Regions from separate parts of the Mus musculus genome. Here all the other regions are linked to region 1. Evidence: chromatin contacts called from public HiChIP or PLAC-seq data. All regions are on one chromosome and are shown on one strand. The core of a region is the stretch at or near the end of the contact, and the rest is flanking DNA. Distances in the headings are between cores, read along the strand shown.

Evidence for each region. HiChIP or PLAC-seq counts read pairs in DNA pulled down with a chosen protein or histone mark.
Region 2: a FOXA1 HiChIP or PLAC-seq map of pancreatic cancer cells shows a contact between it and region 1. The contact joins two enhancer-like sites. A contact is called at or near these places in 1 of 484 Hi-C or Micro-C datasets (bone marrow-derived macrophages) and 3 of 115 datasets of contacts at active chromatin or transcription factors (embryonic stem cells, large pre-B cells and pancreatic cancer cells).
Region 3: an HNF4G HiChIP or PLAC-seq map of pancreatic cancer cells shows a contact between it and region 1. The contact joins two enhancer-like sites. A contact is called at or near these places in 1 of 484 Hi-C or Micro-C datasets (bone marrow-derived macrophages) and 2 of 115 datasets of contacts at active chromatin or transcription factors (forebrain and pancreatic cancer cells).
Region 4: a FOXA1 HiChIP or PLAC-seq map of pancreatic cancer cells shows a contact between it and region 1. The contact joins two enhancer-like sites. A contact is called at or near these places in 1 of 484 Hi-C or Micro-C datasets (bone marrow-derived macrophages) and 2 of 115 datasets of contacts at active chromatin or transcription factors (large pre-B cells and pancreatic cancer cells).

What each region holds. Positions count from the first base shown.
Region 1 is chr12:79,379,863-79,387,826 of GRCm38.p6, reverse strand. All of the region lies in intron 7 of Rad51b (RAD51 paralog B), which reads right to left. Among named protein-coding and RNA genes, the nearest start is that of Rad51b, 87 kb to the right of the region's middle. Within about 2 kb of position 4,071, at least 74 of the 459 cell types and tissues checked have an H3K27ac peak or open chromatin away from gene starts, as enhancers often do. A contact at or near this core is called in pancreatic cancer cells, where this site is marked.
Region 2 is chr12:80,021,462-80,029,425 of GRCm38.p6, reverse strand. It overlaps Gm36660 (a long non-coding RNA gene), which reads left to right. Exons shown (of 4, transcript XR_872852.1): 4 at 7,472-7,964. It overlaps Gm36834 (a long non-coding RNA gene), which reads right to left. Exons shown (of 5, transcript XR_381742.3): 2 at 3,496-3,595; 3 at 1,570-2,222. Among named protein-coding and RNA genes, the nearest start is that of Gm36834, 5.9 kb to the right of the region's middle. Within about 2 kb of position 2,900, at least 4 of the 459 cell types and tissues checked have an H3K27ac peak or open chromatin away from gene starts, as enhancers often do. A contact at or near this core is called in pancreatic cancer cells, where this site is marked.
Region 3 is chr12:79,946,206-79,954,169 of GRCm38.p6, reverse strand. It overlaps 4933435C09Rik (a long non-coding RNA gene), which reads right to left. Exons shown (of 3, transcript XR_381736.3): 3 at 4,679-5,178. Among named protein-coding and RNA genes, the nearest start is that of 4933435C09Rik, 14 kb to the right of the region's middle. RefSeq lists an enhancer at 7,935-7,964. Within about 2 kb of position 3,244, at least 71 of the 459 cell types and tissues checked have an H3K27ac peak or open chromatin away from gene starts, as enhancers often do. A contact at or near this core is called in pancreatic cancer cells, where this site is marked.
Region 4 is chr12:79,902,300-79,910,263 of GRCm38.p6, reverse strand. It overlaps Gm46361 (a long non-coding RNA gene), which reads right to left. Exons shown (of 2, transcript XR_001780641.1): 2 at 5,682-6,439. Among named protein-coding and RNA genes, the nearest start is that of Gm51985, 4.2 kb to the left of the region's middle. Within about 2 kb of position 5,248, at least 114 of the 459 cell types and tissues checked have an H3K27ac peak or open chromatin away from gene starts, as enhancers often do. A contact at or near this core is called in pancreatic cancer cells, where this site is marked.

The DNA.
Region 1 (7,964 bases), core at 2,822-5,321:
CTAAATGGTCTTAAGTAATAAATGTAAGCTTGTGCTAGCCTTCCAAGCAAGGGAACAGCTTCAGGGAAATCAGGGCCTCCCACAAGTATCCTCTCAGATTCTGACTTCAATATGGAAAATGTCTTGAAATCTTATTCAAAACTTTGAGTGAGTCACTTTTGTATGTTTATTTGATAACAAATGGCTAGTTTTAAAAAACAAAACAAAACAGCTTTTCCCCACAATGTAAGATATTTTCACTCTTGAAAATCGTATTGTAAAAGTCAAAGGTCTTCCCTAATGTCACTGCTCACTAAGATGCTGTATCACCTGGCAACACTCTTGGAACCTGCCTATGGGAAGTTAGTCAAATCCTATCGCAAACAGTTTCTTCAAAGAAAGGATAAAAATGAACAGCACACGTCAGTGAGCTCAGAATTCCCAGTGTTCCCTGCACGTCCTGGGCATTATGCTTTGTACTATCCAACTCCCTTCAATACTCAAAACACTAAGACCTCATGCTTCCATTGCTCCTGGACAGCCTTGGACAGCCTTAATTTCTGAGAGCTCATCTGACCTGCTGTGTGTGTGTTAAAGCTGCACCACAATCTACAGAACAAGGGCACGCGACGCGAGTACATTTAATTTTTATGATAAGTCATGTAGCACGAGTGCTTGGAAATAGGGAGAATGAAGGTTAACTGGATGAATCATCTGACCACAAAGATTGTATGATCTGAAAGAAAGGCACAATATAATCAAAAATGTCATGTAACATGCAGGTGCACACAACCAAATTCAAATCCAGAAAGAAAGATCCAGTGAAAACCATTATGTAAATCTCAATGACGCATTATTCAAAAATGGGAGCTCATAGTTTAGTAAGTGTAAATGGGGAAAAGGCAAGGAGAGGCTAAGAATCTGCCCTATTAAAGGAAGCTAAAGAGATATGACAGTGATATTTTTCTCTCAATATTGAGGTTGGTGAAATGTTAATACATATGTTCATATTGGGTCAGGAGGTTACAGTTGAACATAAACTTTATATTGAATAATAATATATTGAATTTGATCACTATACCACAATAGTATAAAAAAACTATACTTATTCTTAAGAGATACACATTAAAGTATTTATAGCAAAGAGTCATAACCTCTGCAATATACCAAGTGGTTCAGAAAAAAAGGTACATTGCTAACATATGTGCATGTATGTATATGTGTGCATTTCAAAAACTAAGAGAAACAGCAACAAACTGTGAACAATAGATAAAAATGTGTGAATGGCTTATAAGACTTGATTGTACTATACTTATACTTTTTCAATTTTTTTCTATAGAAAGAAATTGAAATTAATTATAGGTTGATTCTACCTTAATCAACCTATAAGCTAAAATAAGACCTTATAGAAGAGCCAGGATACACATCTGCAGTTCCAGCTGCTCAGGAAGCTTAGGCAAGACGATCTCTTGAGCTAGTGAGATCTAGGCCAACAAGGACAAAATGTGAAGACCACATTCAAAGAGAAGAAAAAGGAAGAAGAAAGCTTGGTACCAGATTTGGAAAGGGTTTGAATGTAAAAGCGAGGAGTGTTGGGAGGGGGCGAACAAGAAAAATGTATGAGAACACACATGTCTGAAAAGGCCGTAATGATACCCACTGCTTTGCATGCTAACTTAAACATCAATCAAAAATAAGATGTAAAAAAAAAAAAAAAAAACCAGCCTAGCAAACAAACAAACAAGGAGGAAGAGGAGGATAATTTACTAATGCCTCAGGTAAAGAGTGACTTTGAAAGAATTCCAGTAAATAAACCAACAATGTTTATGAATAATCCATAATGTGTTCTGGATTTATGAAATAAATTCAGAGAGATGGGCAAGTTATTATTAACTTACTCATAAGGGGTTGCTATGACTTCCAAGAACAAATGAAATCTTTTTAATAAACACCTAGCTCTGGCTGGAGCGAACCCTACTTGGGGAAGAAAGCATGGTGTGGTTCAAGCTTGGACTCTCAGTACTAGGAATGCAGGGTCAGGTAGACCTGGGGCTTGCTGGCCATCTGGGTTAACCTAGGCAAGCTCTAGGTCTCAGTGAGAGACTCGGTCTCAGAGAACAAGGTAGACAATGATGGAGAACAATACCCAAGGTTGACCTCTGGCTTTCACATGCACACATGCACATAAATCTACACACACACACACACACACACACACACACACACACACACACACACCATAGAGGCACCTAGCTCAGCCCATTTGTTTACTTGCAGAAATTATGTGACCGTCACATTTACCAATGACAAGTATGCCCACAGGTTGAGAACCACCGCTCTGGAGGAAACTATAAATCAGGCTTGTGGAGAAATGGTGAGGGGACAAGGTAAATAGAATCAGTGTAAAGAAGGGCGTGGCGTTTAGACTCTGCTGGTGACACCAGGCAGAGCAGGTGGAGAGGGGAACAGTTAACTCTGGGAAGATCACGGAGCCTCCAGTGGCAGCTCTGAAATGCCTTGAGGTAGTCAAGCAAAATTATTTATTTACTTAAAATGTTCAGGCCTGTTCAAAATTAGAATTGAATGCTCTGTTCTAACTGTACTCAATTAAATATTTTCAAGCTATATGCAAATCATAATTGCACTTTTAAATTTTACTCTTGTGGGGTAAAAACAACTCTTAACACTTATCTCTAACAGCAGTGAAGCCTCGGGGCTCTAGAGCTGTTCCCAGTGAACTCAGGGCTTTCCTTGCAAAACCTCCGCACTTCGCAGTTTCATGTTTATATCATAACCAGGGAGTAAAGTACACTGCCCCCTCTGCACCCCACCCTGAACACACACCCTGCTAGCAAGATAAATCGGCCAGCTTTCGGCATATGGAAGCATTTTTATATTGTCAGCTCTGGTGGGGTAGGGAGGAAAACAATTTGCAAATGCCACTCAGTGAAATACACACTTTCAAGTAAGCCTGATTAGAGAAAGGTTCGTGTGGCAAGCATCGCATTCAGTAAATCCTTCCCCTTTCGTGGAGAACGGAATGTTAACTTTGTATAAAATACAGCAGAGTGATCAAGAAAGATGGAAATCAAGTAAAAACTGTAAGATTCTTCAGGACATGGGAGATTATTAAAGAACTGGTCTGAAATATGTAAGCAAATGAGCTAATTTTTATTTTAAATTCCTTATCCAAATAGTGAAGTGTCGGGAAAAGGAATGGGGCTGGGGAGGGGGGCAGCTAGAGAAGGCTAAGCAGACTCTTCAAAGAGCCGCACCAGGCTCCTCCTGACACCCCCCAAGCCTGCTGCTCCCCCTCATTTCTTTACCTCCTTTCTATAGAGCAGGAGTGGTGCCTGTGCAGAGCACACAGGACTCACGAGAAGACAACCCAGAGCCATCATAGGGTGGCTATCACCAGGATGCTCTATGGAAGGCTGGGCTGCAGACAGGAGGTACTGGGGTGATCTAGACAGTAAATGTGTATTTACATATCCTGTATGTCTTGCTTTCCCAAGGGCATGATCCCTCACCCCACTCCCCCAAAATCACTAGCAAAGGACCAAAGGCAATAGTCAAAAGGTGGAATCTTTTCTAGCCCTTGAATTTCTCTAATTCAAGTATTTCTGCAATAGAGTAAGGATTTTTTTTTTCCTTAAACACACATATGCACAAATAACAGGGAGAGACTGGTTTTTGTTTTGTTTTGTTGGGTTTTAGTTTTGTATAAACATCAGTAATTTAGCCACAAGGAAACCAAAAATGTTCAAATAATAACCTGAATCACAGACTCAAATTATAAGTAATCCTAAAACCAAGCCTAAACAGACTATGCGATGGCTCTAATGGAAAAAGACAAATGTTGAATCAGTGTCTCAGGCATCAGCAGAGAAGCTCCCTCTTGTAACAGATGGGAATGAAGCAGAGAGACCTACCTACAACCTGACAAGAATTGGCAGAGGGAGAGACTTTGGAGTACTGGGTCCTAAAAAGATGTCTTCATGGAAGCCGTCCTCTCAAGGCTCAGAGAACTGTGCAGAAGGGGAGGCAGAGAGACTGAAAGAGCCAGAGGGGTGGGGCATGACTGACATCAAGAAAACACTTCCAGATACCAGGGGACTGACTCACGAGTGAGCTCCCAGAGACTGTGGCAGCATGCACAGGGCTTGCATGGGTTCTAGTCAGATGGGTCCTGGCCCTGAGAAAGAGAATATTTTTCAAAAATCGGTTTTCTCCAGTGGAGCCTCACTATGTATATAAACCACACTTCAGGGTAGGCTTCATGCTCAGCAGTAGGTCAACTCAAACCATACTTAGCTGAATATTTGTACACTTTTGTGTCTCATATTGCTTTGTTTGGGCAACTGTTTATCATCTGGTCTTTTGTTGGTATATTATGGTTTCTGATTGTGTTTTTATGGTGTGTGTGTGTGTGTGTGTGTGGAAGAGAGAGAGAGTTTTTCTTGAGCTTCTTCTTCTTCTTTTTTCTTTAATTCTAGGGGTTTTGAGAGAGTCTTTATTATTGGAGCCATGGAGACAGGGATAAGATGGAGAAAAAGAAACCATGATCAGAACATACTGATGAAAAAAATACCTTATTTTCCATTTTAGAACAAGAAGATGAATGTGCCTCTGTCCTCTGACTTTAAGCAAATATTCTCCCTGAGTCTTTAGGGTACAAAGGAGACAATGAGGAGGAGGAGGAAAACTGAGAGAAGGTTAAAACTAACAATGCAAACAGAGCTGTGTCTTAGCTAAGCACAGAACTTAACGTCACTAAAAGAGCCCAGCTGTCTTTCCCACTGGCATGCTCTCTGGACTCATTCTTCCAGAATGTACTAAAAGTACTAAGAATGCTATGGAACACAATTAGCCACATTATTTACAGGCTATTTCAGGTTGTAAACTTATATTATTATTATTTTAACTTTTCTCAGTGAATGAGAAGATGATGAAACTAAATTTCAGTTATTTGTCTTCTCTCTCTCTCTCTCTCACCCTCTCTCTCTCTCTCTCTCTCTCGTGTGTGTGTGTGTGTGTGTGTGTGTGTGTGTGTGTGTTTGTGTATGTGTATCAAATTCATGGAAACTTTAAAAAATAGAAGTAAATTTCTTGTTTATCTAATAAATTCTGCTTATCTCAGTAAAAGAACCTGGCCAGCCCATAATGAAGTAGGATAGGGGTCAGTGTTCCTATCTGTCCTGCTCCAGGCAACCTGTACACTTTTGCTTTGACATCTCAAGGCTAACTGCCAATTCTGATGGTTAGCCAAAGGGGAAGGGTTTTCTTTAATTAATCTCTTCATGCAGCAATTCATCAGGAAACTGATGAAATGTAGCCGCATACCATACTAAAGTCAGCTAATCCCCATGCATGGCTCTGGGAGTTATCCTTCGTTCAGCAGCATCCTGGGGAGAAGGTTTTACAGTCAAGTCAAGGTTCCTAGCTGCTCAATCAGAGCATTCAGCAAAAGGCACACAGGAAGTAAAGGATATTGCATTTGGAAAATTGGAATTCTCTTTGGAAAGAGAAATTAACTAACCCACTTAAACAAATTAAAAATAGAGAAATAAACTGTGCTGGCATTACATGTTAATACAACAGGAATTTGAAGTTTAAGAACTACTTGGGCCAGAAACAGTCTAAAGTGGCTTTACGAGAATGGAAAGAACATAATGAGATTTGGGTTGACAAAAGAAGTAAAGAATTGAAAAAACAGGAGGGGAGACAGGAGAGTGTAAGCAAAGGGATACAGCAAGACAGGGAACTTTCTGCATGTGGTCTGAGGGATTTAGATGGACTTTAGTCTACAGTAGAAGCAATTAAGTAAAGTAGGTGTTTAAAATAAAATTGGTTGAGGGCTAGGGTGATGGCTTCATGGTTAAAAGCACTGGTTGATTATGTAGAAAACCCGGATTTGGCTCCTTGAGCACCTACCAGGTGGTCACAACTTCCCATTAACTCCAGTTCCAGGAAATGGAAGCCCTCCTCTGTTCTTCATGGGCAGCAGACACAGATGTGGCACACATACACAGATGAACACAAACACTCATAGGCATATTTTTAATAAATAAATAATCTTCTAAAGAGAAACAGTTGAACAAGTGGAGGAAGTCTGGTTTGTGGTTGCATTTAAATGTCAAGGAGGCAAATCTAACCCTGAAGATTAGATCGGTGAGGCACAATTAGTTATCACAAGGGAGGCAGCAACTTGAGTCTCTTTCCAGTGGATGGTTTAAAAACAACAACAACAACAACAAACAAACCACGTGTGACAAAAATTAGAAGGCAGCAAAGGAGCTGTTGAAGCTATGCACACGTGTGTAGCACTAAAGGCCTCAGGTTGCAGCTACCAGGCAGTCAGCGTCTACTATCTCACTTTATCATGCACAAGAGACAAATGGGTACCCTGGTCCCCAGAAACAGGGGTAACAAATGGTCCTTGTTTTAAGATTAACTTTTAAGCAATTTGTTACAGCGACAGATAACTAATATAGACTCAAGCTAGAGAAAGAAGCCCAAGAAAGATCAGGGAAGCAGGAGAGGACGAGGACAAGCTCCCTGAAGGCAGCGCTTCTGTGGGTTTTTCTGTAAGTCATTCATGCTTGTGCACGACTGTGATCCAAAGCCTAAAGTTTGTAAATCTTCACCTCTCTCCATCCACACCCAATCCTAACTCAGTCCTCCATCTTAATTATACTGACCTATACGATGCAAAAATTCATAACCTTTCACGTTTTCCTTTCCAAATCATCCTAAATTGGGGGTTAAGATACCAAAGGGCTTTTATGTGTGGTAACTACCTAAAGTAATTAGGCAGTTGTTTTTAAAAGACTAAACTTAAGAAGCATAAGAAAATGGGGTGTTTAAAAATTGACACTTAAAGTGAACACCGAATGCTCAATTTTACTTTTATTCAAAGAACATCAAAATGTTCAATTTTCAAAATGGTCCCAAATTAATCTACAATTTTGCCACTTAAGATATAAATACCAATCGTAAGCAGTTGTAATCAGGACAAATTCTTACGTTGAAAATGTTTGTGGGCTTTTACACAAAACAGCTGCCACCCAGGATGACTAAAATAACACAAATTAGATGTAATTGAGTTAAAGGACCACACCAGGTTTGTAATTCAATTTGTCCGATGTGGTTTGGGTTTGGGGTTACCCCCCTCCATCAAACCACAGTTTGAAATTTTCATCAAATGAGAAGTACAAAAGAATAGATATAGAAGGCGAATGGTTAGCGAATGTTTAGCATGAGTAATTTACATAAAGTCCACTTCAGCAGTGTGGAGAATTTTTGTTGTTTGTTGGTTTAGGTTTGGTAGGGGCAGGCATTTGTCTGTTGAAACTCCTTACAGCCAGCTTCTCACTTGCACAACATACCCTATCTGTAAGTTTCACTGTGATCTAGTTTCATAACTTAGCACACTATTTACTTACAAGTATGGAGTAGATTCCAGGCCAGATTCAAACCCACTTCTAGGCTCTAATCCAAAATCCTCAAGATCATTAATTCTTATGGGTAGAGGCAGAATTTTCACTACTAACACTTCAGTGGCCCCAGACAGGGCTGATTGTCTCTTGTTGATAGACGCAGCTAATTACATTCATTATGTTGGTTTTTCCCTTATGGGTCTAGCTATCACAGACCTAGCCCTAGAACACTGTTAAACTAAGCTGCCTTGAAATTAACCAAACTCTCACAATATGTACTCACTGATAAGTGGATATTAGCCCAGAAACTTAGGATACCCAAGATATAAGTTATAATTTCCTAAACACATTAAACTCAAGAGAACGAAGACCAAAGTGTGGACACTTTGCCCCTTCTTAGAATAGGAAACAAAACACCCATGGAAGGAGGTACAGAGACAAAATTTGGAAGTGTGACGAAAGGATGGACCATCTAGTGATTGCCATATCCAGAGATCCATCCCATGATCAGCTTCCAAACGCTGACACCATTGCATACACTAGCAA
Region 2 (7,964 bases), core at 1,651-4,150, 640 kb before region 1:
ACAGGAATTTTTACGTATGACACTGAAAATATCACCCATAAAGCTGGCAAATTTGATTTCATCAAAACTTAAAATCTCAATTAAAAGGATAAAAGGACAAGCCACCAACTGAGAAAAAATATTTACAAGGACTCTGTCTTGACAGAGGATTTGCATATAAAATAAACCAAGTCCTTCAAAGTCTGCAAAAAGAAAACAATTCTAACTATTAGATAATTGAATATAACCCTTCACCAGAAGAAGAAATAAGCACAGAAAAATATGTTCCACATCATTAATCACAAAATTGAAATCATGGTGAAAAACCACTACATATCTTTGGAGTGGCTAAAAGAAAAAAATGTTAAAAACAAAACAGCACACATGCATACAAAACAACGCACACAAAACAGCACGCATGCACGCACATAGAGACAGGCCCTTGTCTCCAAGGCTCATGAGCGGATTTTGATCCCTGGAACGCGATGGTGGAGGGAGAGAATCCACTGCAAGTTGTCCTCTGATCTTTACACATGTGCTGAGGCACACATGACTCCCATCCCCCACCCCATAAATAATGTTAAAGAAGAAAAAAGGAGAGAAACCATGCTACCTCAGCAGCTGGGGAAACCAACCAGAATTCTTGCACATTGCTTATGGGAGTTCAAAATAGTATCCTCACTTTGAAAAAAGTGTTGACCGTTTAATATAAAAACAAGTGCATAGTTATACCCCAGAAATACTATTTTGGCATTTACCAAGGGGAACAAAAAAACTCAGGTCCCCGGAAAGACTTGTAAACAAATGTTTATAATGGCTTTCATCGTAATGGTCCAACACAGGATGTAACTCAAAGGAACTTGGGTGACTGAAGGAACAAACTGCCAAGCCCTCCTCGTGGTGGCACAGTGCTCTTGAGTGAAATGCATGCTTACCATGGAGAACAAAACAAACAGCTTGGTGCATTAGGCAAAGCCAACCCAGCCAGGTGAACACACACAGAGCACAATGCCATTGAAGTGGCATTCAGGAGAAGGCAAAACTCTAGTGGTACAGGAATTCCTGAGGAATTGGGGATCTGTGCTGGGGGAGAGGTTGACTGAGAAGAAGCACTGAAGAACTTGGGGTGGAGGGATACCTTTGCAGCTCCATTGGAGTGCTCTCATGACTGCATGCATCCTTAGTTAAGGCCCTCAGAGCTAGAGTTTGTTTATGTATGTATGTATGTATGTATGTATGTATGTATATATTTAAGATTTATTTTATTTTTATTATGTGTGCATGTGCATTTGGGTGCCTGCAGAGGCCAGACGGAGGCATTGATCTGAAGTTGGAGGTGGTGGTGAACTCCCTAACATGGATCAGCTGGGAGCTGATTCAGGTCCTCTGCAAGAACAGTGTGTGGTCTTAACCACTAAGCCATCTCATCTCTCCAGCCCCAGAATCAGAGGTTAAAAGTGGGTAAATTTTAGTATGTGTAAAGACTGTCTCAACAAATGACTTAATACACACACACACACACACACACACACACCCCACAATATAAATACATTTTAGGACCACTGGATAACTTCTTAGGGGAAGACCCACCTGAGACATCATTCCCAATATCATCTCTGTATGCCAGAGTCTTCAGCAAGCTCCTACACAACCTTGCTGTTTGTGGTTCTCCAGGGCTAAGAAGGGAACTAGTAATCATTGGTCCCTCTTTGGGTGCCAATTGTTGAGGCTCTTGTTTTCATTAACTTGAAGCACCCTGGATGACCAGTAGGTCAAGGTGAGGGGGTCTCTGACAGAATGGGAGAGGAAGACGCATGGGAAGGGTAAGTTTTCCAGGAGGCTGGAGAAGGGTGGGATGGGAGCTGAGTCTTCAGTTTGGTTCCTGTCTCTGGGTTGCTTTGGGTAGGTACCCCGTGAAGGCACATGCCCTTCACTCCCCCATCTTTGCTCTTGGCTGGACTCTGTAAGTCTTCCTTCCCAATCTGTGATCCCTCCTGGGCTTCCTTCCTCTGTGCCTCCTCCTCTGCCTCTTGATTATTCAATACCCAAAATAAGCTTTGAGATTCTTCTTCTAAAGCAACTGAATATAGGTGGCCTCTGGATCCCCATCTTGTCCCACTTCTACTTCTCTGGGCCTTTCAGGGTTCAGATTGTCTCAGGTGTTTCAGTCTTGTTAGGGGCTTCATGGCTAATAAGAACATTGGGTCTTCTGGGGCAAATGTCACGGAGCAGACTTTGGTGGTCTTGTCATGCAGGTGAAGAAGAGAAAGAGGATTGACTGAGGTCATCTGCTTGGGTCCGTTGCTAAAAATTTCCCCATTTGTTGCCTTCCTTCCTCCCTCCCTCCCTCCCTCCCTCCCTCCCTCCCCCCCCCTCCCTCCCTCCCTTCTTCCTTCCTTCCTTCCTTCCTTCCTTCCTTCCTTCCTCCCTCTCTTCCTTCCTTCCTTCCTTCCTCTCTTCCTCTGCTTCTCCCTCCCTTCTTCCCTCTCTTCTATCCTTCCTTCTCTTATCTTTTTCTTCCTCCTCCTCTCCCCCTTCTCCTCTTCTCCTCCTTCTCTTTGAGACAAGTTTCTCTGTGTAGAACCGGCTGTTTGGAAACTCACTCTGTAGACAAACTGACCTCAAACTCAGAGATACTCCTTCCTCTGCCTCCCAAATACTGGGACTAAAGGTGTGTGTGTCCCCTCCTCCCCCCATTCTCAGCTAATCATTGTGTCTCTAAGAGGCATTTTCCTAAGGTGTGAAATGCAGAGCAGCCTTTCTGGTGACCAGAGGATTTGGGAAGACACCTTGAGCCACATGCCCCTCTGATTCAGTCTTCTTATGCTGGATACACACCCCACTTCCAAGGCAAGGGCCCACAGCTGGTCCACAAGTCATCCTCAGACTCCCATTGTTCTGAGTGAGTTCTGCTGTCTGGTAAACCATGAACAGTGTGGGTGTAACACTAGGTGACAGCAATCAATGGGTGACAGCCTGGTAGCTGACTCACTTCTGCAGATTTTGAATCAGACTAATGTTATTTCCTTTGATTTCTGGTGGACCAAGCCGGATTCATCAGGACACCTGTCGCTGAATTCGGGTTTTGGTGGAAGACAGTGAGTTGACTGAGGGCCTGAGGCCCGTTAGAGAAAAGCATTGTCCCAGAGACTAGACAGTGGGAGCTAAAGCTTTGCAGAAGGACTGGTGGGACAGAGGGACAGAGGAAGCCTGCCCAAGTGAGAGGGCTCAGCTATGGAGCTCAGGAAGTGGGAATGTGCAGTGTTCCTATGTGTAAATAAGGTTTAGTGGAGGCTCAGAGAGTGTAGAGAGAAATGATACAAAGTGAAGGGTGGATTTCTTTCTCCCCTCTCCAAGCTGAATGTCTGCATTGAAGTTGTCTTTCAAGTGACCTGGAATGAGACCTGAGTAGACTGAGGACCTATAGCTGGCAGATGACAGGCTGTCTGACTAGCGGCTATCAGTAACCAGGAGCTTCCCTGGGGGCCCAAGAGCTCTGCAGAGTCTCCAGGGAACCTGCTTGAGGAGGACTCCAGGGGATCTCCTTGAATACACGGTCTTCTCTTTCTCTCCCACTTCTTTCTTCCTGGGCTCCTTCTGGTGTCTCGAGCTTGACCTGTTAGAAAAGAGGACAGGTGTGGAGGAGGACACTGTGGGGATGACTCTGGCACATGCCCACACCAGTGATGAGACGTGGAGCGCAAAGACCCAGAAGGGACCGTCGAGAAACTGCATTGCCGAGGCACCAGTATTCCTGGGTATACAGCTGGACCCTGTGTGACTGCCCCAAATGTTCCCTGGATTCCTCATCTCTCTCCAGGGAGAGAGGAAGTTTTATTCCTGGTCCCAGTGACACCCTCTTCAGCTCATCTTATGGGTAGAGAAATGAGTGACTCCTGTGCTAAGGACTCTGGGAGAAGAGTCTGCCCTACTTAGTGCTTCCCTGGGGAGGAGGGGCCGGTAAGCAGAGACAGTGGCTGAATACGTGTGGCCACCCCAAAGGAAACCTCTCTCCTGGGCTCTTGCTATCTTCCTCTGAGATCATCGCCCATCTTCTTCAGTTCAGCTCCCTCTCCCTTTCTGTGTGTTTGCTAGACAATTTCTCACTCAAATATTCACTTCATAGCTCCGAAGTAGCTGGGCACTCTGCATGAACTTCATGTCATTGGTGAAGGTATTGTGGCTGTGCTCTAGCCATTGCGGCTATAGAGGGAACAGATCCTAGGACCTCCCTAAGAGTTCCGGAGTATTCTCTGGCTAAGGATAGATATCTGTCCGGCGGTGCTGATGACCTCATTGCTGGTTCTGTCTCCACTGTTGTTAGTGCTTGTCTCTGAGTGTCTTCTTGAGGGCTTGGGGGTCATCTATTCTGAACAGTCAGTGTCACTGTCAACCTCAGGTTGCCTTGGTGATGTTTCTTGGAGGCAGACTCAGAGCACTGAACTTGATTATAACTCAGGAATGCAACTTGGTTTTTAGCAGGGTCAAGTTTGGGTGGTAACGTGGCAGAGGTGGTGGGTTTCCCACCTATAACCCGTCTCCCCCTCTGGTTTTTTGAGACAGGGTTTTCCTCTGCAGTCCTGGCTGCCCTAGAATTCACTCTGTATACCAGACTGGCCTCAAACTCTAAAATCCGCCTGCCTCTGCCTCCCAAGTGCTGGGATTAAAGGCGTGTGCCACCGGGCTCAGAGGGTAAGGGCACTGACTGCTCTTCCGAAGGTCCTGAGTTCAAATCCCAGCAACCACATGTGAGCACAACCACCCATAATGAGATTTGATGCCCTTTTTTCTCTTGCTACTTCCCTCCACACTGAGTACTGGACACACTGATCGGTGGGATACCACCATCATAGCCTTTGTCCCTACTATTCCTTGCACCCAGAATATACTCATCTATCTGCTAAGTTCCTGACCAGTTTCCAAGTTAGAAATAAATTGCCCGAAGCTTTCCCCAGACCCTCACGGAGAGGTTAGTTGTGGTTATACACACTGACAGCCTTTTCATGGGAGATGGGGTTTTCATCTTGTTTTACTGTAGTTCATTACCGGCTCTCTGGTCTCAATCCCCTGACATACAGAAGGTGCTTAGTAAGGTCTTCTGCCAGCACATGGCTCTGTGTGACTACATAAATGAATATTCGGGTGGCGAGGTGAGAGAAGGAAACACAGATGCAACCCTTAAGGGGAAACTACACCATGCTTCTCCAGCTCTGACCCCTCGATTATGCCTAAGATGTTCCTCAAGGATGCTGTATCATCTCCTTGGCCCCTCTCAAGGACTGCTTCATTGACTGCTTGCACGTTCCGCAGGGACTTAATGATGGAGAAAGCTTAAGGACCAGGTCTGTGTTAAATCATGGTAAGAACGTCTTCACATTTATGGTGGAGATCAGAATCTCTCAAGATACTTCATGGAGGTGGGCTCTGGGGTGAGATGTTGGGAGAAGGACCTCAAGGATCAGGAAGTCATAGCAAGGAGTGAATTGAGGTGGGGTAGGATGATGGCAGAGGTTGTGGAGTGAGTGGATTTGGGGTGGAAATGCTTTATGAGGGTGTGAGAAAGCTGGTGTTCGGAAACTGATTCGGGTCTATGGTAGCTAAATATTGTCAGGGGCTTTGCAGTTAGAAGGAAATAAAGCAGGAAAGGCCCAGTATATGGTAGTTAACAGACTTGGGAGGGGCAGGAAGCAGCCACAGAGTTTAGGATTTGACTAGTTCCATCACACAGGGCCTGTAGCAGCTGGGAGGATCCGACGGTGCTCCCTCCCACTTCCTAAAGGCAAACCCCACGGGAACAGGGGTGATCTGGGCCCTGGCTTCTGAGCAGCCTTTTTCCCACCTTTCTTGTGGGCAGTTTATACACCAATGGCCCAGCGCACCCCAGGAGGGGTGAATGGGGATCCATTTGTTTTTCCAGAGTTTGACCTCTCAGTAAAACTCTTACCCCAAAAAGTGTGGGTTTAAGTGAAAGCGTAAATCAGCCCCTTTGAAATGCAGAAGCAGCTTGGGGAAGCCCCCTTTGATATGCAACTTGGAACCCGGGCACTTAAAACCTGGGTTAATTCTCTCACTTTATTGGAGGCAGAGAAAGGGAAGAGGAGGAAACCCAGGACCGCTCATTAAGTCTGGGGACTTGAAAAGCTTGGGGCAGGAGCCTGCGGCTGCAAAGACATCAGGAAAGCATAGCGGCCCTGGGAAAAGCGGCCCAGTCCCCAGGCACTCTAATCCTGGTTCCCACCCAGACTGATGAGACCCGAGGGTGGAGAAGAGAGGAGGGGGCAGGCAGCAAGGGGAGGGGCTCCGGAGGGTGGGCGCGCGCGGGGGTGGGGTGGGGTGGGGTGGGGGGTGTTACTACGGAAACGGGGAGGGCGCGGGATAGGAGAAAGCCAAGGGCTAAGTTGGCAATTTCCTGAAAAGAACTGAGAATGCCAGAGTGTGGGTCTCATTCACTGGGCAGCGTGTGCTTTCGTAGGTCCGGGGGCTGTGGCCCCTTGTGGGATCCAGGGCTGTGTGGTTTGCCTGTTACCTCCTGGCAGGGTCTGGGACCTTCATTAGAAACATCTGTGGCTTGCTGACCCCTGTCACAGGGCGGGTGGGGGAGGGGCTCCATAAGATTTTCAGACAGGGGTGCGGTCCTGAAGTTGCAAGGCTGTCCCCTACCGGGACTCCCAGAAGGGAGGAGAGGCCGGGGCTCTCCAAGACATATGATGCTGGTTTGGAGAGTGCTCATCCTGGATTTTCCAAGGTGTTTGCCACTGTCATCCCTGCTAGCTCAAATCTTAGGTATCTCAGGCTCGCTCTCCTGGGGCACTGCAGCTGCAGAAACTTTATTGGGGAGTGCTTAAAGTTCCCTAGTGGGCTGGCAGCTAGTCCTGAAGCCCACCCCCTCCCCCCAAGGCTGACCCAGGCACAGACTGTGCTGCTAAATGCCAATCTGATTGCCCCGCTCTTCCCATCTGCTGACTCCAGTTTGGTGGATGGGAGAGGTGAGAATGTAAAAGCTTGATCCTCCAGAGTGTTATTTCTGTCTGGGCTGAGGGAGAGGGTAGCTGATGCGTTCCTGCCAGCCCCTGATCTCCTCGTGACCTCTGGGCTCTGGATTCTGGAGAGCACATTAGTCCTGCACACGTACACACTACAGGCAGGGTCAGCATAGGATTAGCAGCAGCTGAGCCCTACGCCTCTCAGCATATGTCCCTGGTCCTCTCTCCTCATGAACTCAGGAACCCACTTCCATTTGAAGAACTTTACCTCCGTCTGGGGCCCCACCTGGATCACCCAGTTTCTTTCTTGTGTCATCAAATGGCTATAACCTTATTCCTCAATGGATTTCAGACCAGGACCCAAACAATGTAAACCACAGGCGTAACCAGCTTCAACCTCCTTTATCATAGGAGATGGAAGGAGGACAGGGGGACCATAATTGAACCCAGCTGTCTTTGGAGCTACTGCCCAGGTCTCAGGGTAATCACCTCTGTTTCTCTTCACTCAGATCCTGCCTTGAGTGGCCAAGAGGATGCAGCTCCCTCACCTGCTTCATTATAAACCAGCACAGGAATCTCAGGAGGCTCCTGGAGGCCAGCACACGAGCAACAGAAGCTGAATAGCCACTGGCGCAGAGCTATAGATGCCCAAGGACTCTTTTCTGCTATGGCCACAGAAGTGGGCTCTGAAAACAGGAAACCGGGCTCCTGAGTGTTGACTTGGAGATAGAGCAGAGGGGAGATGAAGACACCGGAGGCCAACTAGAAACAGCCATTGGGAAGCCTCAGAGGGAAAGGGATGGTGGTGGGGAAGATGGGCAGGGTGTGAAGTCCAGAGAAAGGAAAAGGCAGAGAAAAGGCAGCCCCTTGGTGGTGGGGTCTGTAGCAACCAATCCTGGGTCATAGCGAGGGAAGGCCAAATCCAAGATGTCTGAGGTGCTTCTGGGAAAAGATGTATGGTGATAGTATATGTCTATGTAAGAATAGAATCCTGTCTGTACA
Region 3 (7,964 bases), core at 1,995-4,494, 570 kb before region 1:
CTGGGTGTGATGATTCACACCTGTAATCCCTGCAGTTGAGAGGCAGAGGCAAGCAGATCTCTGAGTTTTAAGACCAGCTTGGTCTACAGAGGGAGTTCCAGGATAGCCAGAACCACACAGAGAAACCCTGTCTAGAAAAACAAAACAATGACGACAAAGAAGTCAAATCAAATCAATTCACTAAAAATTGACAATAGAGAAAAAAATTTTAAATGTAAACAAAAAAAACTATTAATTTATACTTTAGAAAGTGAAAGAAATATTGAACACTTTGGCCAAAGTTATGCAAACCAGAAGACAATGGAATAATATGTCAAGTGCACATAAAGAAATGAGAACTCAGCCCCTAGCTTCCTATATCCAGGAATAAAATGCTCTTTACAAAAGGCAAAGGTGTAATAAAGACTTTGCAAAGCAAAACTATAGAGTTTCACTACAAGCAGATCTGCATTGTAAGACACATAAAAGGAAGTGATTTAGGCAGAAAGCTTAGATCTACACAAAAGAGCAAAAAGTGCCAGAAGTTGTTCACACAAGAACCACACAAACATGAACATGAAAGTCAACAGTGTAGATAAAATGAAATATAGAAAGGAGTGTTCAGGCCACATGGAGGAGGAGGAGGAGGAGGAGGAGGAGGAGGAGGAGGGGGAGGAGGAGGAGAAGCAGAAGCAGACAGGACAAGAGGAAAACAAACAGTAAAGACATTCTATTTCTATATGCTTTTAAAAGAAACAGCTTTAGGAATGCAAATACTTTTCAAGTAAAAGAATAAGATACTGAACCATACACCATTTATTAGAGATCTGGAATGGATTAATTACTGCAAAAGAACACTACAGAGCAGAGAATATCCCCCCAAATAAAAAGGGACAGCCTTACGAAGACAGAAAAATGTAAGAAGACATAGCAATACTCAGTGTTTGCTTATAGCACAGGAAAGAAAAACGGATGAGACACAAAGATGAACTAGACACACAATTACAGCTAGGAAAAGTAATTCTCAGGAATCGATAGAACATATAGAAAAAATAAGAATATAGATGTGACAGCATGCTCACTTCATTGAGTTGAGACTTATAGACCTTACACAGCAACAGGGCACCCATTTCCTTTTGAGTTTACATAGGACAGTTACCAAGGTAGATTATAGTTTGGGCCATAAAAATGTTTTTTAAAAAAGACTACATTTGATCAGGGAATGTAGCTCAATGATGGAGCCTGTACTGGCTAGTTTTGTGTCAACTTGACACAGCTGGAGTTATCACAGAGAAAGGAGCTTCAGTTGAGGAAATGCCTCCATGAGATCCAACTGTAAGGCATTTTCTCAATTAAGGGGAAAATCAAGGGGGAAAGGCCCCTTGTGGGTGGAACCATCTCTGGGCTGGTAGTCTTGGAAAGACTAAGAAAGCAGGCTGAGCAAGCCAGGTGAGGCAAGCCAGTAAAGAACATCCCTCCATGGCCTCTGCATCAGCTCCTGCTTCCTGACCTGCTTGAGTTCCAGTCCTGACTTCCTTGGTGATGAACAGCAGTATGGAAGTATAAGCTGAATAAACCCTTTCCTCCCCAACTTGCTTCTTGGTCATGGTGTTTGTGCAGGAATAGAAACCCTGACTAAGACAGAGCCCTTGCCTAGCATGTGTGAGGACCTAGGTTAAGTTCCCAGCCCTGCAAAGAAAAAAAAGACTACTTACATTTATTCTTTTAATTTTAAATTGATATTTTTAAATTGAATGAAATTGAAATTGAAATTGAAATTTAATCACCAGATAATTAAAAGTAAATTAAATTAGAAGTAAAACCAGGAATATGTTTAGGAAAAATATCCAGATATTTTCAAGATAAGTGAAGAAAATGCAAGGATACTTTAGAATTTTTGTTTTGAACTGATGGAATTAATAAGATATAATTTGTGTGTGTGTGTGTGTGTGTGTGTGTGTGTGTGTGTCTGTGTCTGTGTCTGTGTATGAGACAGGGTCTCACTAGTAGCTCTGGCTGTTCTGAATCTCACTCTGTAGACCAGGTTGGCCTCTAACTCACCCACCTCTGCCTTCTGTGTGCCTCCATGCCCAGCGTAAGACATAATTTTAAACTATGAAACTCTCTGTTTTCACTTATTCACCATGTTGTACAGCAATCACCAGTGCCTAGAACATTCCCAGTACCTATGCCTATTAGCAGCAGGTAGTTCCTGCTTCTTCTTCCTACAATCCCCTAGAGATCATTACCCTACCACAGGCAGGTCAGCTTTGTCCTAAGCTCTGTCTGTGCTCTAGACCCATACATTCCCAAAATGTTCATTTTGTTTTGAGACAGGGTTCACTTTGTAGTCCTAACTGGCATGGGACTCACTATGGAGCCCACACTAGCCTTGAACTCACAGATCTGCCTGCCTCTGCGTCTCATCCAGACCCTTCCCCAAATGTTCATTTGCTGCAATAATTTACTGCACTGTCTGTAGTCCCCACCTCCCTGTGTCCTATGAATAAGGATGTGTAGGCAGCTCTGCCTGTCTGCGTTGCTGGTAACCACACTCGTGGGATTTTCCACCATCCGAGCTAAATATGTGTGTGCCGTTTTCTCCCGCTAATCTGTGCTGACAGTTCACTCCAGTGACCCTTGAGAGGGCAAAGGGCGAAGGGAATATGTTTTCCTTCTCCCCTACATTACTAAAACCTACTGGACCATATGCTTTAAAATAGTAAATTTTAATCACGTGAGTTACAACTCAACTTAAAAATATAAGGATCTGATAGAAGTGACTTTGTGTCCCACCCACATCTGGCCTGATTCAGGTTGACCTTCCTGCCAAGTTGAATCTCTTTTCTCAAGAGTCCACACTCAAGGACATCTGTCTGGTTCTCAGCATGGTTCCTGCAGGCTTCCTCCACGACCCGTGGCGGAGACTTGAGCTTTGTGTTTTAGCAGCCATGGTTATTTTCCTATGGTATTATTTCTTTACTGTCTATTGCTAACTTGCTCCATAACCAGGCTCGGTTAAAAGGATAAAGGATGATGGAAAAGTGCTTTGCAACTTCCAGAAAGCATTTCCAGACTCGATTGATCTTGATCTGGCCGTACAATGACAGTCTCTAAGGCTCAGGTCCCCAAAATAGAGTCTCGCTTAGAACAACTAAGTTGTGTGTTTGAACAGGTTATGGAGAGATGGCCTCTTACCCACAGCCTACAAGGACATTACGAAGGGCCATAGGCTTTTAATGAGTAACTTCCAATGAAAGGCTTCGATTAGTCTGTGTTGTACACAATTACCTCAGTTATTAGTCATGGGGAGGATCCAGGGGTTACGTGGCTTGGCCTCATGTGCTCCCCACTTTTATCATGCTGTCTGCGAATCCATTTTCTCCAGCAGGGATGTGTGGACATTCCTCTCTTTGGAGTCAGGGTCTGAGTCACATGACTGCCTTTTGCCAGCTGTGCTGTGATCAGAACTGAGTTCCCTGGTCCTCCTGCCCTTCCTTCTTTCCTCCTTCCCTTCCTTCTTTCCTCCCTTCTTTTTTTTTTTTTACCTCTTCCTTTTCTTCTTCTTTCTATCTCAGCTTCCCCTCACCCCAGCCCAATTTTGGTAAAATATAAATAACTTAAAATAGATGATTTGGGGCTGTGTGTGTGCACATATGTATATATGGTATATGAATGATACATGTATGTATTATGTATGTATGTGTATGACGTATGTATTGCGTGTATGTGTATGATGTATCCATGTATGTATGATGAATGCATGTATGTGGACAGGGAACAACCTTGGGTGCTGTTTCTCAGGAGCCATCGCCCTGCTTGAGAAGTCTTACTGGTGTGGAACTCATCGGTAGCCTAGGCTAGGGAGCCCTAGGGATTTCCCTGCTTCTCTCTTCTAGGAGCTGATATTACAAGCACAAGCCACTGAGCCTGACTTTTTTAACTTGAGTTTTGGGGGTCTGATCTCAGGTCTTCACGCTTACATTAGCAGTGCTTTACCAAATGAGCCATCTCCTTGGCCTGTATTCCAGCCAATTTAAAACATGCAATTCTGTGGCCTTAAGTACATTCACACCTATTTGTAACCAACACCACCATCTGTCTCCAAAACTTTTTCATCTTGAAAAACATGAAACTCTGTTCCCACAAACCGATGATTTTCTCCCAACACGTAGCAGCCACAATTATACTTCCTATTTATGAATTTAATTAAGATACATACCTCTTATAAGAGGAGCCACATGACATCGGTGCTTTTCTCCCTCTCTCTCCACAACTGCAATCAAAGGGTCACATATCCCCTAGGCAAGTAAGTGCTCTACCACAGGACTCTATAATACATATTATATCACATGCACTATGTATATTATATAGTACTATCATACTATTGAAGCATACGCATGTGAATATATGTGTACTTTCCCCCACCCCCTTTTCACTTCTGCTAAATTGTCCAGGCTAGCTTTGAACTTGAGATTGTCCTGCCTCAGTCTCTTGAGCAGGTCTAGAGACCTGTGCTGCCAGGCCTGGCCTGCTTGCTTTTCTTGACAGCAAGGAGTCATGTGGCCCTGGAGCTGACCCCTCCAGGAACTTGATATGTTAACCAGGCCAGGAGGAGGGATAGGAGAGTCTCAAACACACACACACACACACACACACACACACACACACACACACACACACACAGAGAGAGAGAGAGAGAGAGAGAGAGAGAGAGAGAGAGAGCGCCCCAGACAGAGTCAGGAAGACTTTCTGTGCCCTGATGACAGCTGGAAATTCTTTCTGCTCTTCTGTGAGTCGAGTGCTACAAACAGGGGACTTTTCAAGCCCAATTCCAAACACAGGAATTCTTCCCTCGTCAGACTGTCTCCTGGGCCCCATTGAGCCAGCTGGCCTTCCCACGCAAGCCGATGCACTCAGCTGTGACTGCCCGTTCCCGGGTCAGCCTGCTCCAGCTCACCCTTGACGGAGAACACCGGCTCCCTGACAGCTTCGGCTGCTTTCTGTTCCAAGTTGCACAGAGCATCATGAAGACTTTTTTTCAAAACGTGTAGGTCAGCCACTCACAGCAGTTCCTGCGGCCTCGACTGCCATGATCTTTTTATTTATTTGGCCTGTTCTTTGGCATTCGTGACAGGGTCTGAGCCTCATACAGATCCTTCTGGCTTTTGTGGATGTGAATATACCAACTTCTTCCTCCTCAAAAAGAACATAGTGCATTGGATTTGGGATAAGAGTAGAGCTAGACTGGAATCAGGGAGACTAAGAAACAGAGGTGGGGTCCAGGGGGCCCTGGGATGTCCTATGTCAAATCTGATGGCGGGAGGCTGAGAGTGAGCTGCACTGTGCATCACCAAGGCATGAGGACACGTGGACCCCTCCCTCCAGTGACAAAATTTAGCTTTTTTTCAAATTTGTATGTGAGACTACAGTGCCGACTGTCACAGTCAGGCTGTATCCCCTTCCCTTTTGCTAAAGCCATGGACTGATGTGGCCTCCGTCTCTGTCTCACTCCCCGCCCTGCCCCACAGTCTCTCCAGGAGTTACACAGTTCTGTAAGCTCCAGAGATTCTCTCCATTGAAGATTGTGCCAATAGGAGAAACTTTGTCTGCAGGAGACCCAGCTAGAGGGGACGGAATGTAGAGGGAGCAGCAAGACTTGGAGGGGCAGAGGAAGGCCTAGAGAACAGGAAAGAGGTTATCCACCACAGAGCCTGTAAGACAGTAGCCTCCGATGCTGAAAGTCAGATGTAAGCAATCGCCCTAGAGGTTCCGAGAACAGAATGACACGTTCTCAGAGGTAACTGGGAAAGAGACTGAGCCCCAGCTGCATGTCCAAGGTCTCTCTGTTCTGACTCCAGTCCACCCAGTTGGTAGGAGGACGGTCCTAAGTGACGTCAGTATACCTACAGAGGGCACATGCAAGACTTTGGGCCACTGAGTCAGGGATTCCTTAATTTTCTGGGTACTGAATCAGGGATTAGAAGCCTGGGGCTATCTTACTCCCTGACTCTGTCCTCAGTTTTGGCAACGGAGAACTTTGGCTAAATCTGAGAACAAGATCCAATTCAAACGCAACTGGCTTTAGTTAAATATGTATGGTATACATATGACATTAAGAACGGTTCTCTGGTCAGCCAGGGCTGTGCACGCAGGGAGATGAGGCCGGCTCAGATGTTGCTCTCCTTGGGGATGAAGGAGGGGAGCTGTTCTTTTGGAGGTCTGCAGGTTTCTTGGAAGAGCAAGGCTTTGAGCAAGACTGGGAAATACAATGTAGCAAACAAGGAAGAGAGGTGTCAAAATGGCAGACAAAATGGGTGAGCAGAAAACTGTGTATGTGAGGGCTTGGCTAGCTCTGTAAGTGGGGAGTAGGTGGCTAGAGTCTAGACTCAGGTCCTGAGCCAACGGCTGCAGGCAACAGGTGGCAAGAATCAGGCTGGCAGCAAGGCAAGGCCCTGACCCTGGCTAGGGAACCACATACACTATGGAGTCCTCCTTAGTTTCTAAAGGGAAGATGGGTTGCTGCGAAGGACCCTGTGTCCACAGATAAATAGACCGTAAGAGAAAAAACTCAGAGGCCGAGAGAAAAGTCTGGGAGAGAAAAGACTGAGGGCTTTAATTTAGATAACATTAGAATATGAAGGTATATATACATATATGCATATACACATATAAAAATATACATATACAATATATAAGCACACATGTATATGTATACATATATGTATGTATACATATGTGTACATGTACATATATTATATGCATATATTATATAATGTATATGTATATATACATATATGTGTATATATTCCGAATTAGATTGCTTGGGTTTGTGGAAGCTAATACTAACTTCAAGGGGCAGATTTCAGCCTTGCCAGTGGGGAGGCTGGAGAGCTAGTGTGGTCAAGCAGTCTCAAGAAGAGACATGAGTCTGAGAGATGTTTGATTTGGTTTCCTGCAGTTCTCCATGGTGTCTGTGGAGATGCGGCCAGCAGTAGTGGGAGTTTCAGTAGAATTGTGGGAATTTCAGTAGCTAGAGATGGAGGTTCATGGAAGTAACGGCAGGAGACGTGACTCTGGGTGATGAGGACGAGGAAGGGGGCTGGGTTGGCAGAGAGGTAGGTTGGCGTGTACAGAGGAGGAGGACAGCGGAAGACTGGCAGAGAGAAGCCAGGTGATCCCAAGGTAGAATCCAGATGGTGGTCTGGAGGCACAGCGCCCCCAGGAGGCGGCTGCGAGGAAGGTGCGTGGGCTGGGCCTGAGGAAAGGAGTAGACGCAGAAGGTTTGCAGGACCCTATGGGAAGTGTGTTCTGGAACCAGAAGGTGCCAAGTGGGCAGAAAGCAGGTCTGAGGGAAGCCATTCCAGCCCAAGGGAAGAGGCAGCCATGCTCTGGGGTACTGCCACTCAAGGATGACCACGAGTGTACCTTTGAATCGCAGCAGAACCTGAACATGCAGCCTCTGATCCAGGAAAGAAGGAGGCTCAGATGACCGGTGTGGAAGGCCAGGGGCAATACTGGGCCAGGTAAGTAAGTTTAGTTTGCAGAGGAGGTGGGGACACCTGCTGCCCTGGCATGAAGGAAGGTAAGCAGCCATATGAAGGGACTCTGAGGTGAGCCAGGAGAGGCCAGAAAGGGTCTGAGGAAAGACCAGACAGAGCCCTACCAAAGAGGGCCATGAGATGTTCTACAGAGGAAAAATGGAGGTTGGGGCAGAGTCGAGGAATCTGAGAAAGGTGCAGTTCTCAGGGGCAGCTGCCCAGGTGTTGATCCACCCCCAGCATGGTATGGTGCCTAGCCTCCCTGCAGGGTCAGACAAGACAGCTTCAGGTTCAGAGAGGGTGCAAAGATTGATTTAGGTGGGTCCTTCTTGACAGCCTTGAGGAAGTTAGGGACAGAGGGATTGAGGGGACACAGAAAAGCTTGCAAGGGGACACGAGGGGAGCAGGGAATGAGGGATGCACAGAGAACCACAGAAATTGGTG
Region 4 (7,964 bases), core at 3,999-6,498, 520 kb before region 1:
CCAAAACTCACAAATCTGCTTCATACTTTCATTTTGCCAACACCAAACCTTCTGGAATATTCTCCACCCACTCATCCATCTCCTCCAGCCGAATCAGCTGTGGCATCTGTCATACATACCTGTGTCTTAGTACTTCTCACTGTGTTACGATGATCTGTTCACTTAATTTTAAATTTTTACTCTTTTGTGTGTATATCGTATGTGCAGTATGTGTGTAAGTACATGGAAAAAGCGGACCCCAATATCAATTTGTCTCTATAATCCTCTGATTTGTGTGTGTGTGTGTGTTTGTGTGTATGTATGTGTGTGTGTGTGTTTGTGTGTGTGTGTGTGTGTGTGTGTGTGTGTGGTGTTTTGGTTTGTTTGTTTGCTTATTATTTTATTTTGTTTTGTTTTTGGAACCAGGCTCTTTCAAACCTCAGACCTCACTGATCCGGCTGGACTAGGGGCTGGGTAGAGTGTTCTAGGGTTCCACCTATCTCTAGCTCTGTCCTGGCCTGCCGTGTTGGCTTGTCTGTGGGTGGCTGAGGCTATGAATTGAAATCCTCATGTTTGTGTGGCAGGCACTTTATCCACTAAGTCATCCCCTTAGCACCCTGATTAACCCTGACTACTTATTTTTTGTGTGTGTCTCAAGAGAGTACAGGGTCAACCACTTTGTTCATCATGATGTCATTCGTGCTCAACTGTTGAACAATTGCCAGAAGAACAGCAATGGTCACCATCACCGGGATTGCTTTTGTTTGTTGTTGTTGCTGTTGTTGTTGTTGTTGTTGTTTTCCAGTTTAATGTACAAAAGACCTAGGACCAAGCCTACCATATTGCAAATCACATCATGCGAATGAGACTCGTGAAGGAAAGAACACAGCAGCCTTGCTTATGGAATGCCTACCACCGGCCAAGCACAAGGGTGGAAACTAAGCATCAAAGCCAACACAAAAGAAACAACAATGGCAAGTCTCAAAGATGTCCTGCTCGTTGATGTGGCAGGAACCACAGACAGGGAGAGATGTATGGACTACAGCCATTAGGAGAAGCGTGCTGAGAAAAGTAGAGCTTACGCTATCCATGATGACTGTGCCCAACAATGCAAATGAAAATGAAAAACAGTATGCAGAGCACAGAGACTTTTTAGGGCAGCGAAGCTACTCTGTGTGATACCATAAAGGTGAATTTACATTCTATGTGCTCTCCAAATTCATAGATTGTACAACTTCAAGTCCATGTAAACTGAGGGTGTCAAGCAACAAGGCTGGGCCAATGTAGGCTCAGGGATTGAAAAAAACACATCACATTGGTGGGCGAGGTTGATACAGTGGAGCCTGGGAACTCTCTATTTGATGCTCAATTTTACTACGAGTCTGAAAAGTCTCTAAAAACAATAGCATATTAATATATGGAGAAAGGATGAGCTGAGTGGGGATATTAATCAGAAATGTATATTGAAAAAGAAACTATCTATTGGTAGCATCAGCTTGTACCCAAGATGGTACTAGAGGTGGATAAGAATGATCAACATCCCCAGAGGGAAGAGGCCCAGGTCCGTTCTCCACTGCACTGAGGACACAGGGGATAAAGCATATTGTCATTACTGTCATTATCGTTACCCAAGTTGGCTTATTTCTTCATTTTTATTTCTGTCATGTGTTTATATGTGTTGGTGTGTGAGTGGTATGTGCACCCGTGTGTTTGTGTGTTCACACACCTGTGTCTATGCCTACAGCTAGGCTAGCAGCCAGGATGATGCCTCTGTCTCTGTTTGCTGAGGTACAGGGGTCAGAGGCATGTGGCCACACCCAGATTTTAATCCTGGTATTGGAGATTCAAATTCAGGTTTTCAAAGACTTCTTATGGACTGAGTCATCTCCCAGTCTCTATAGCTCGTGTCTTTTTTAGCAATTTTAAAAAGATTTATTTATTTTTATATATTTGAATAATTGTCGCTGTCTTCAGACACACCAGAAGATGGCATTGGATCCCATTACAGATGGTTGTGAGCCACCATGTGGTTGCTGGGAATTGAACTCAGGACCTCTGGAAGAACAGTAAGTGCTCTTAACCACTGAGCCATCTCTCTAGCCCAGCAATTTTTATTTTATATATATATATATAAATTGTCTTAAGACAGGGTGTCACTATGAAGCCCTTGCTGCCCTGGTATTTGTTCAGTAGACCAGGCTGGCCTCTAACTCACAGAGATCCTCCTGTCTCTGCCTCCTGAATGCTGAGATTAAAAGCATGCACACCGCACCTGGGTTTTGGTAATATTCTAAAAGATAACATTGACCTTGGCATGTCAAGCCATCATGAAAACACATAGGGTAAAAGTATGAATCAGTCCAGCCAACAGGGACTCAGGACACCCATGAGCATGCTAGAGATGTAAACAGCAGGAGGGAGCGGCTGCTCTCTTGCTGTGCCTGTGCTCCCTGGCATTGGAACATTGCCACACCGCTGCTCTTGACAATAGCTTCAGGGCTGAGTCAGATCAGCCTGAGTGGCAGATCCTACTTTAGTGTGAGAAAGAAATTGCCAAAGGTACAGATTTTCCAACAGCAGTTCAGATGTGTTTCGAGAGTAGTGAGCACTCTGTCCTAGAAGAATCCAGCCCCTGGAAGCTGAATTTTATGACCCAGGCAACCACGGGCTCTCAGATCCTACTACTCGGTGGTTAAAGACTGAAGGGGGGAGATCTGAGTCCCACCCTTGCCCAGCAGTCAGTCACAGGAGTCCCGTGACTGATTTTTAAAGTTGTTTGGCATTGCCCTCTGAGTCTTCACCACCATACCCAGGGCTTTCTGCTTACCGTCATTTGTTATATTACAGGGATTTCAAAGATGGCCAAATTCAACATATGAGAAAGTCAAGGGCTAGTTCAAGGTTATGGCATGCCTGGAGTTTTACACTCAAGGACTGTGTAGGAGCTCCCCAGCAGAAATGCTTGCCTTTGACAGAATAAGGCCACTCTGCTCCCTGGGTTATAATGAGTCTTCCTTGGACTCCCGAACAAATGGCTCTGAAGTCACCTTTTGCTGGAGGAAACATGGTCCTTATAGGCGGGAACTAGAGTGGCCCCTGATAAGGCAGCGCATCCTGTCTGACTCCCCAGCCACACCCTCGCAGCTGGGCCAGCTGTGGTCTTTGCTGACTTCAAAGAAACTGCTTCCCTTGGATCTACATCAAGGACTTAAATGAGAAAAGGGTCCTCTGACCTTTCTAGTGAAGGATGGGACCACCTTTGTAGGGTGTGTGCGTGCGTGTGTGTATTTTTCCGGTCACTATTATGTTTTCACACACTGGATATAAAATATCTCAAAACAATCACCGGAAATAGTCTTTCACCTATGGCCAGAGACTGGAGTCTGGCCCAGTGTGGGAGAGGCTGTGCTCCCCTGTTGGAACCGGGGGCCATGTAAGCATACTAGCAAAGGTGGGTGGCCCAGGTTTCAAACTTTCATTCTGAGGTACCCTCCTCCAGGAGTGCATGGTTTCTGATTGGATATGGCTTCTTGCCCACCATCGTGTTCTCCTTGAGAAATGTCCACCTAGGAGAGAGACCTTGTTCTCAGACCCATAATCTGCCTTGTTCTCAAGGTTTTCCACTTCAGCTGCAACCCAACCTGACAATCAAGAGCATTCCAGGCCTGAAATCCAGCCCTATCCTGGTATCTTGAGAAGGTGCTTTGTGGTGGTTGTGGTCGGCCGTGTGGGGAGACAGTGGGATTTCCACCCATTCTGAGGTTAAGGCTGCTGGGTGCTGACCGTGGGAAGCTGACAGACTCTGTGGCAGTAAGGGCTGAAAATACTTCCCCAACCCACACCACCCTCAAGCCTTTAGGAAAGGGAGCAGATCCCACTCGGCCTTGCAGGCCTGAGCTGCAACACCAGGCTCAGCAGGCTCTGTTACCAGAAAGTGCTAACAGGGGCAGCCCAGGCCTCTGTGAGAGACCTCCCTTGAAAGGATCCTGGCCAGTCCTCTGGCCAATACCCACTGAGAGGCAGAGAACAACCACGAAGGAAGAAATGAGAAGCCTGAAGGTTTATAGGGAGGCTATTTGGCCCTACCCAGCCTCTCTGTGGGCTCTCTCAGCCACTATCCATAGAGCTTGAGGTTTAAAGAATGCAGGGAAGAGAGAACAGGCCCCAAACTGATTAGGACCCAACTTTCCAAACAGACACAGGTCACCCTCTTCCTGCCCCAAACACCAGGCAGAGCAAATGCTATTAATAACTGCAGCCTCTCTCCAGGCCACGAGGGCTGAGCCTGCTCCTCCAACTCGGCCAGCTGTTCTGAAACAGGTTTGGGAAAGTAATCTTTGGCACGTAATGAAAAGGGTGTGTAAGGGAGGGGGGTGCCCAAGAGTTCTCTATCAGGGCCAATATTATTTTTAATTGCCGAGAATCAGCCTGTGGCCGTTACTCAAGGCTGCAGAGACCGGGTTTGCCAGGGATCGGAAACCAACTTCAAGAGGAGTTGAAAAGCTCATTCCAAAGACTGTTCATTACTGAGCTGTGGCTTCTTGTGGAAAATCAGGTTATGTCTTGACGTTTGTACAATCCATTCTCCATGCCACCTCTCTCCCCCCTGTATCCCGCCGAGAGAGTGAGCGAGCAGTGAATTTGAGTTATCTGGGAATTTTAGTGTCTGACCCCCCCCCACAACCTCCACCCCACCCAAAGCATGACCGATGGCCCATTTTTCAAGCCAAATCTTGCCCCATGTAGGCAGCTGTCATGGAACCACAGAAAGTACTTGAAGGAGCACAAGCAATGGCTGGTTCTAATCTGGAGGGGGAAGAATATGAATTAACAAGGCAGTTCCTTATGGAAGAATGTTTTCTTTTCTTCAGCCTCAGCCTGCATATTTTCACAACATGTGTACTCTGTTACCTTGTCACTTCCCTGTTTTCTTTGGGTAAATAACTGGGCTCTGGACTTCAGGAAGAAAGAAAGAAACCCAGCCCAGGAGTGTCACTAAGGCAGGCCTGGCTAGCTGAACTAGCAGGGAGGAAGGAGTCTGTGCTGAGGGCCAAGGCAGCTTGTGCAGACTCAGTCTGGCCGGCCTAGCAGGGGCTGTTCACTGATCTCTACAGGTACTGGTGTGGGAGTGAGAGACCCGGGCACTGAACTGCCCAGCTGGGCCCTGTGCTTGGCAGACCTCAAGGCTGCAGGAAGTAAACAACTCTCCTTAGCTGAGTCAACTGTGAAGGCCTCTCTGAACCCAGCAGAGTCAACAAGGCTCACAAAGGCTCTTCTGCCAACTCTGCCCTTCCACTGGCCAGTGAGGCAGCAGGGATGAGAGAGGCCACTCTTGTGGTTCCCAGCAGTGAACCAGGGAGGAACTGGCAGGAGCCAGGGCCTTCTGTGGAACATGGGATAGGCTCTTCCTCCAGATCGAGAAAGTGTTTGGATGTGTTGGTGATGGAGTCCCGTGCAGATGTCCAAAGGCTTCTGTTCTTGTCTTCCAGGGATGCTGGGCTTTTCACTTGAACATTCCCCTGTGGTGTCTGTCACCTACTCCAGAAGAGGTAGAAAATAAATAAATAAATAAATAAATAAATAACCACTGGGCCACTAACTGGATGTCTTTCAAAGTTGCACTATTAAAGAAGGCATGAGATGATCCGTTGTGGGTTCCTTTAATGAGTGAAGATCTTTTCATTATAGAGCAGCAATGACTCTTTTTGATTTTGATTACATTTTTATTTCTTCATCTGTGCACGTGTGGGCACACATATAGGCGGTGGTCAGGAGACAGCTTGCAGAAGTCAGTTCACTCCTTCCACCACTGGGTCCCAGTGAGTCAAAGTTGGGGTGGTCAGGCTTTGTGCAAACCCCTAATCCACCCAGCTACTTCACCAGCTGAGTAACAGCAACTCTTACTTACTCAGCTCTTCACCACTGATAGTCAGAGAAGAAAATCAGAATTAGAAATGATGGATGACTCACGCCTATAATTGCAACACTTGGGTGACTGAGGCAGGAGAATTATGACTTTCAATCCGACCTGGGGTACATAGCAAGGTCTTGTGTTCCCCCCGCAAAAAATTAAACAGAATATAGAACCAATAAAATAATACTATCTTATTGCTCTTGATATTATATAGCATGTAAAAGAAGTTAAGTTTGCCATGTGTCACAGCATGCTTGCAGGAGAAACTGAGGCATACCTATTCAGAGACTGAGACTCTCATAAAGTCCAACAGTGGGCTTGGGAAAGGAAGGGTTAACTGGCTGTTGTCTGGGTGGCTGCATACCTATGTTTCTTTTTTTTTTCCATCTGCTCAGGAGCCTTTGATTCCAACCTTGAAATTCCCTGTCTCACCTTGTAGATCACACAGCCCTCCAGCCTTCCTGGGACAGATCTTTGGAACTTTAAAGTTGAATTTTCGGTTGCAAAGGTCTGGTCCTCATCTGCTGAGCACCTCTTTATATATCCCTGGAGTGAGGCAAATGTCCACAGGAGGGGTCACTTTGATGCTCAGGATGATCAGGATGGTGACTTTGGAAGCCATGCCTATCCTAAATTGCAGACTGCAAGGGCTTGTGGAAAAAAAGGAGACAGAGAGACAGGGGGAAGCAGAGACACAGAGAGAGACATCAGAGAGAGTGAGAGACATAGAAAGACACAGAGATAGACAGTCAGACAGACAGAAAGAGATAGACCGAGAAAACAGGCAGACAGAAATAGAGAGAGACAGAGAACCAAAAGCTTTCTGGGAACTGGGGATGAAGATATTTATAGTTTAAAAGTCGATTCTTCATGTGCTTAAATTGTACAAAGCCAGCTTCAGAGAGTGTCTGTGGGGGGAGGATGGGAGGAGCTTCCATGATAATGAAGACCACAGCTAATGGGGCCTTGCTCCCTAGGCCAGGGGAAATGCTTTGCATGTACTTCTGATTTTGCAATCTTCATAAGAACCCTCTGTTGTAGGTATTGTTGTCCTCCTTTACCGGGTGAGGAATCTGAGGCACGGGGTAAATATATAGCTTACTCCCACTTACTCAGAGAGACCCATAAAGTTGGGACCTGAACCTAATACTGCGATATACCAAGTGCGGTGTTTGAATTCAGCATGTGCTGCCTCTAAGAGAAAGCCGGAGTTCCTGCCTCAGAACGAAGACATTCGTTGCTGGCTGGGTTGCTCTCTATGGCTGTCTCATACCCACAAGAAGGCTCTCCAAGCACCGACAGAGTATTTAGGCATCAGGTAGTGTGCCCACCTGGAACCCTGTGCTGTGGTTTGACAAATAGCCACACTGAGAGTCTCCGTCATGAGACCTCCCTCCTGCTCACTCCCCATCCCTGGTCTGGCTGGCTTATATTTGTAGCCCAGCCTGTACCTGAACACTTCTAGCTTTTGCTTCCTCTTACGTATTTCCTCTAAGTGCCGTTGGCAGGCTTTGCAGAGTTGAGACACGTGTAAGCATGGCCTGCCTAATTCCTGTTGTATCCCCTATAGACAACCCACACCAGAATCCTTTCAGCTGCCTTATGAATACAGATCCTCTCTCTCTGCTGGAGGCTTCCCTAAGGCCTTCTGCAGTGGGACTGGTTGTCTGCATTTTTGGGGCATCTCCTCAAGTGATTTTGATATGCTGATGACAAGCCGGACTTGATCATTTGAACACCAGCTACACTCTGGTGCCTTAGAGCCTGTAGGAGTGAGCACTGTAAAGATTCCACTGAGATTTAGGGCACCAACACTGGTGCTCTACAGCAGGGATGCTGGGACAAAGGGATGTGAAGAGTAGCGGAGACGGGTGTAGGAAGCTGGGCAGTATTTCTGCCAGCCGTATGGAACTCCGAGGTGGTCAAAGGCTCTGGCAAGACTATTCTACAAAAAAGGTTCCAAGCAGAGGCCTTCGGGGTCTATTTCAAGCAGCCAGGAAGCTGCTCTGTTTCCTGCTGGGAAGTAGTATCCCTTTTGTTTTCTCTAGGCGATCCCAGCAAGCAGGATGGA